2 separate regions of the Gossypium hirsutum genome follow, and region 1 is linked to region 2. The links are chromatin contacts, called in public Hi-C maps. All regions are on one chromosome and are shown on one strand. Each heading gives the region's core, a stretch centred on a gene start, on an enhancer-like site or on the middle of the called end of the contact. The rest is flanking DNA. Distances are from core to core; before and after follow the strand shown. Region 1 holds the start of LOC107901000 (E3 ubiquitin-protein ligase AIP2). Region 2 holds the start of LOC107901018 (endoribonuclease Dicer homolog 3-like).

Region 1 (3,195 bases), core at 7-2,506, 550 kb before region 2:
CTTTTTCTTATTTATGTATTAGAATATTGAAAGTCTAATCTCCCTATATATATAGTGGACTGTACTACTTGTAAGTATAATGAAAAAGTATAGAATGCAATAGAAATTCTCATATTCTCATATCCATCTTTTATCTATTATTTTTGTTTATAATATAATTAAAATTTTGAGAAAAATCAATTAGAAGTTCTAGTCAAAGTAAATTCTTCATTTGATTTGAGAGTTTGATCATTGATGCAAGATCAATTTCAATGTTCTTTAATAAATTGATTATAGGCATTGCCAATCGCCAAGTAACCTAATCTCTTCTGACTTTCTTGATAATCAAGACAATCGTCATTAATTGCTTTCTTTATTTATAAATAATTCTATAATAATCACTTATGAATTTAATTTATCAATAACTTTAAGAATGAAAGAAACTCAATTCTAACCAACAAGTGCACAGTCATGGTTTATTTAAGTTAGACCGCATGCTTACACTACATAAATAATCATGCAGTCGTCACAAATATTAGAAATCAATCAATCGACTAATTATCTAATTGAGAAAGCAATCGCTCTAAGCTATCAAATATTGGTCGGATATTTAACAAACTTGAATAATTGCAATTAAACCAAAAGACATTCAAATACTAAAGAGCAAAGAAAGATTAAAAAGAATTCGATCTTACAAACTCGTACAATCAAATTTCGAATATTGCTTCAACTAGAAAAGAGGGTTTAGAAACCCATAAATTAAAAAAAACAATATAAAATTAAGAATGGCTAGGTATCTCACAAATCTTAACCTAATAATATTTATTTATAGGACAAAAATAATATAATAGAGAAAATATAAAAGTGCCATTAATTAAATAACAATTTTTTTTAGGTTTTTAGGCAATTTTTGCGTTAGACTTTTAGGCCATTTTCAAACATCTTCTTGACATTTTTAAGCTTGAGTTGTGAAATAACTTTAGTTATATTTTTCAATTTCTTTTAAATTGGTATATTATAGGCCCAAAAACGGGAGTTTGTAACTCAAGTTATGACCAAAATATTAAAGCTACACCGTGTTAAAAAATTCAAATCACAAAAATTTGTCAAAAAAATAAACTTTAACCTCTTTTTATCTAATTATTTCATAAATCAATAAAAATAAACCTAATTAAATAAAAAATATACATACTTATAATAAATATTAAGTTTCAATAAATTTAAATTTTACATCTGTTAGTCTTAATTTTTAAATTTATCATAGGCACGCTAAGTCGTTTCAAATCACTCCAGATCCGGGCATTCGCCCATATAAGATTGAACCGGGCGGACTGGTCCACGGCCGACACCCTCGTTATCCCCCTCGCCAAGAAATCTGCTCTTAAAAACAAAATTCGAATAAGAATTCTCTAAACCCCCAACATATAAAATAAGTAACGAGATTCAAGAATCGGAATTTTTTTTTCTTTAAGAATTTGATTGCAGAGTTGAAAGAATGGGGTCTTCTTCTTGTTCAGATGGAAGCTTGAAGCAACAATTAGAGGAATTACAGAAACAGCTTGGAAAGAAACAGAGATTCGAGGACGCAGTTTCCTCCATCAATTCCCTTCTTAAACTCCATTATCCTTCAGCTTCTCCCTCCCTTCGCAAATCGGTGAGATCCCCTTTTCTTTATTCATCTTTTCTCTCTTCCAATTTAAAGCGGTAATTGAATTTTCACATGCTATCGTTTTTCGTCGTTCAGTTTTATTCCGTTGTTTGCCGTGTTGCTACCATTTTGAAGACCAGATACACCGCACCCGGTTTCTGGCTTGCCGGTTTACGCCTTGTCGAACTCTTGGAACCCCTTGTCTCTGATCCTTCTGAAAAGAGTCATCTTAGGAATTGCATTTCTCAGGCTAAGCAACACTTGAATGAAATCGAAAACCCCGTCCAATCATCTGAATCTTCCGCCAACAGAGGTTTGTTTCGAAAACAATCCTTTGCTTTTTTCTTGCTTGGACTTCTTTATTTTTGTTTAAGAACGGATGTGATATACAAGGATCCTACAAATATACACATAGAAAAATCTAACCTTATTCATGTCAGTATCCGACCTTCATATTCAAGTTCGAGTAACATAGTTTTGAAGTATGTTCAGGGACATTGAAATGTTTAAAATGATTTCTGTTTTGTTTTGCCCAAAAGGTTATCTATTTGAGGGACATCTTACCGTGGATCCTGAACCACCACAGCCTCAATGGTTGGTCCAATCAAATCTCATGAATGCTTTTGCTTCTGCTGCGGCTGCCGAATCTTCTCAGGGTTCGGCCACAAATGTTAACACAGTGGAAAATGCTGCCAATGTGCTTGAACAGCTCATTGATCATCTTGATAGTGTTATACCGGAGGTACTTTTTCTGCGATCTGCTAGTTGAATATATATTGGTTTATAGAAGTTGATTAGAATTTGAAACTCATGTGAATGGATTAATCTTTGTTTTCAAGATACTTGAGAATGAGGGTGGTGTTCGAAGAGTCCCACCAGCTAGTAAAGAAGTTGTCGCAGAGCTTCCGGTAATTACTCTCACAGAAGAAATCCTGGCTAAGCTTGGATCTGATTCTGAATGTGCAATATGTAAGGAGAACCTTCTTGTTGGCGATAACATGCAAGAATTGCCGTGCAAGCACACATTCCATCCTCCTTGTTTAAAGCCATGGCTGGTAATTAATAGTGCTTGATTTTATTTTATTAGTGATGGAGGATTAAATGCGATTGTGGGTTATCTGTGTCTTATATTCAATGGTATTTTGTGGCAGGATGAACACAATTCTTGCCCAATTTGTAGATATGAGCTGCAAACAGATGACCATGATTATGAGAGCTGGAAGGAGCGGGAAAAGGAGGCCGAAGAAGAGAGAAAAGGTGCTGCAAATGCTGTTCGTGGTGGTGAATACATGTATGTGTAGATGACTGGTCTTATTGGATTTATACTCAATTTCAATGATATTTCATTATTGTATTTATACGTGTGACTAAGTGGTGTAATAAAGATACTGATCTTTTTAACACATTATATGGTTACCTTTTTAGCTCACCTCTATCATAGATTGCGGGTTTCTCTTGTTTTTTCTTTTTTCTTTGGTTTCAGTATTAAGCTGCTTGCCGAGGACATGCTATAGGTCTATGGGTTTGACATGGTATGGACTCGAGATGTGGTAATATCATTGCTATGA
Region 2 (3,435 bases), core at 419-2,918:
AATATAGAACACAACAACATTTCATTTTTAATCAGAAAAAAGGACCAAATAATTTAAATAGTCATCAAAATTCTTAGTGTCAAAAAACAAAAAGTCATCAAGATTCTTGCAAAAAGATTTCAGGATTACTGACCTTCATTATTTTGGCATATGGATGGTTGCCAGTAGCACGGTGGCACTCGTCTATTATCATTAAGGACACCATCTCCAGACTCAAGAATGCCTTCCTTAAGGCATCCAACAGAATTTGGGGTGTCATAACCAGAACCTACAAGATCAATGATAAAGATATACATATCAGCAACAAGTTGATCTAAAGGGGCTAGAAGCAGAAGAAAAAAAGTATGTCCCATGCTTTGCTACCCATTTACAAAGTATAGTGCCTTCAAAGAATATCAAGGAATAATGCCTACAAGGTGCCCTTCAAAGATAAGTAAACACCAAATGCCAACTTTACTAGAAGTGCATTGAAAAACATTAGTACGAACTACGAAAAATTAAGGCGGAGGATTCTCAAAGTGAGAGTACTAGAACCAAATGGAATCCAACTCAACATTTATAAGACTCAGTGCATTAGCTTAAAAAGTAGCCTTATCAAAGCTAGATAATAAGCAAACTTACATCATGCTCCTTTGTTTCTTTCTCCCAACAATCCAAGGTCCATTCATCAACCCCCTTAGCTCCATAATACTGTTCAACTTCCAAACTAGTATGATCTTTTACATATTCAAATTGCTGCAAATACAAATATATGTATATATACACACAATGTCAATGTTTAACTACAATTACCTCACCAGGAGGAATTCAAACTTTCGCGGATCAAAAAGCAAACCTGATTGACTAGATGAACAGTGGGAGCCAAGAAAATAATCAATTTTTTACTTTCAGTAGACTCGATAGCTTGACCAAAATCTTTTATGAGCATCACAGCTATCATTGTCTTCCCTACACCTGTATCCAACAATGCTATTATGTTTCTTCTCTTTGCCACCTCATATACCTGCAATTGATACCTACAAAACACAAAAATAAAATCAAAAACTCAGAATGACACAAATAACAACCACACTCAAAAACGAAAAAGAGAAAAGGGCAAACCCTCTGGGGTTAAAGTCCTTAGGTTTTGAAGATGAAGAAGGGTCTTCTTCCTTAGCAGTTTCATTGTCGTCTAGAACCATCCAATCAGGTGGGTCTGACTTCGCCTCACTGAAACTTCGTTTTAGAGGCTCACCCTGTTCCTCCTTTGGAGAATGCATGTAGATTGTGAGATTGTAATAAGAGTAAAAAGACTAAACCTTTACCGAATGGGACTGATAAGTATTAAAAAAAAAAGAGTGAAAACACAAAATATGTGAAACCCTAACGTACGATTAGTTTGGTTAAGATAACCGGAGAAAATTGGGGTGTTGAATGGGACTTCAGCAAAGACATGGATTATATAAAATGTACTGTTCTGGGAATTTTCCAATTAACTCATTTTGGCTATTTTTATGGAGAAAAAGGAAGAACCCTGCCCCAACACCGAACGGTTTACAATGAAACCTCGGGTCGCAATTAACTAGCCAACTACCAGAAGCTATAAGAACACTGACTCGCTAAAGGCACTTAATGTATGATACAAGTATAAAATGAAATTTGGTGATGGGGTTTTGTTAGATTTTATTTAAACTCATTGAAACTCGAAAACAGTAGCAGTGCCGAGTCTGCAGAGAGAAACAGGTTGAAACTATCAGATGATTTGGACCCAAGCTGTTTTGGTTAACGCGCGTTAGGGGGAGTGTGCAATGACAGCCCAATGATGATTTGAACCCAAGCTGTTTGGTTATCGCGCGTTATGGGGAATGTGCAATGACAGCCCAATGTTTATTGGACACGCAATGCAAACCTCCCTCTTTTATTGGACATGTAATGCGCGGTAAGAGGGTTTGGCTTATGAGTTGGAAACGATAACAGTTCGACAGTTGACGTAGTTCATACTTGTGTTATGTTGCATATTGTGATTTTGCAACATTTTTTAACATATTCTTTGTTTAATAATTAAGTTATATACTCGAAGTGATAATTTGAGGGAGTTGAGGTTACACTTAAGCAAAGTGTGGTCTCTCTTCTTGGAGTGAGCCCTTCTCCCGCGATTACTTGTGTGGTGAGCTTAAAAATTTGGAAATATTAATGAGAGTGGATTTGATACCGTGGTTGCTTTTAATGTTGCACAAAAATGTTAGTAAAATGACAGTATTATAAAATATTTATATATAAGAACAATAATATATAATTTGGAAAATAGAAAATTAAAATATTATACTGGAAGATGGATACAACAATATGATGGCTTCTATCACAGTGTGTATCTTCCGTGTCAGATTACTTAAATATTCATAGGGGCTAAAAAATGCTCAAACCAATACAAATATTTCCCGTTACCCACATCGTGTGGGTGTGCCCTCAACCCTAACAGGTTTAGATTTGTGCCCCCTACGCATGAGAGATAGTATTAATTTAGTCATTCAATAACCACCAAGTTGGTTCACATATATAAATATATTTCACTCTTGATATCTAACAAATGTGGGACTAAGCTTTCTACTTTCTCAACATAATTCACAAGTGACTAGCTTTCTACTTTCCTCAACATAATTCACAAGTGACTTACTTTGAGTATCAATTTCTCATTCATCACTCAACTATTTTGAGCATATGATATACCATTGTAAAGTTCTCATGGAGTAAAATATAAAACCATAGTTTTATGATTCGAATATCCACATTTACTAATCGATAATATGCCTCAAAGCTTCCAAAATATCCATTTTTTCCAACATTTAATGGTGTCGTGACGATATTCTTTTCATAAATACATCTATAATAACATTAAATCACTATAATATCATGACTGAACTTCCAATTATTTATGAGCTAGCGAAAAAACCATTTAGACATATAAAATGTAGACTAAAATAACATGTAATTAAATTTTAATTTTTCGTCTATTAATTACATCGTTATTAAATCATAGAGTCAAACCACTATAATTACAAAAGCTATATTTATAAACATTTTTCCAATGAGCTTGCGATTTAACAAAACAAATGGCCTATGCTTTCATTCCACTTTTATAAATTGTATAATGTCATTAACTTTTGAATTATGATTTTACCATCTATAAGTGAATTTATATTTCAAATATGTAAGTCATTCATACATAGTTTTTCACTTTATTCAAGATTAAGGTAAGTACACAATAAACATTGCAAGTAAATTAATTCATCTTGAGTCTAGTTGAATATATTGTCTATTTATAGAATCACATCTATGTCGCTATCTTGAGAATCAATCTTACTCTAATAACTAAGACAAGCTATCTCTCCAAGTAAACTTTTAGACAACATAATAATCCTAACATAAACATTTGCTCCCAATAATTTCATGGGCTAT

The links. A called contact is a pair of places that touch in the nucleus more often than the background predicts.
Region 1: a Hi-C map of leaf shows a contact between it and region 2, with 2.0 times the contacts expected there. The contact joins the promoter of LOC107901000 here to the promoter of LOC107901018 in region 2. A contact is called at or near these places in 2 of 34 Hi-C or Micro-C datasets (both in leaf).

The regions. Positions count from the first base shown.
Region 1 is chrD06:16,652,983-16,656,177 of Gossypium_hirsutum_v2.1, reverse strand. LOC107901000 (E3 ubiquitin-protein ligase AIP2) reads left to right here and starts at 1,256. Exons shown (of 5, transcript XM_016826814.2): 1 at 1,256-1,633; 2 at 1,724-1,940; 3 at 2,167-2,369; 4 at 2,467-2,682; 5 at 2,779-3,030. The coding sequence starts at 1,475. The coding sequence ends at 2,928.
Region 2 is chrD06:16,106,850-16,110,284 of Gossypium_hirsutum_v2.1, reverse strand. LOC107901018 (endoribonuclease Dicer homolog 3-like) reads right to left here and starts at 1,668. Exons shown (of 27, transcript NM_001326896.1): 1 at 1,041-1,668; 2 at 807-1,015; 3 at 622-706; 4 at 134-268. The coding sequence starts at 1,181.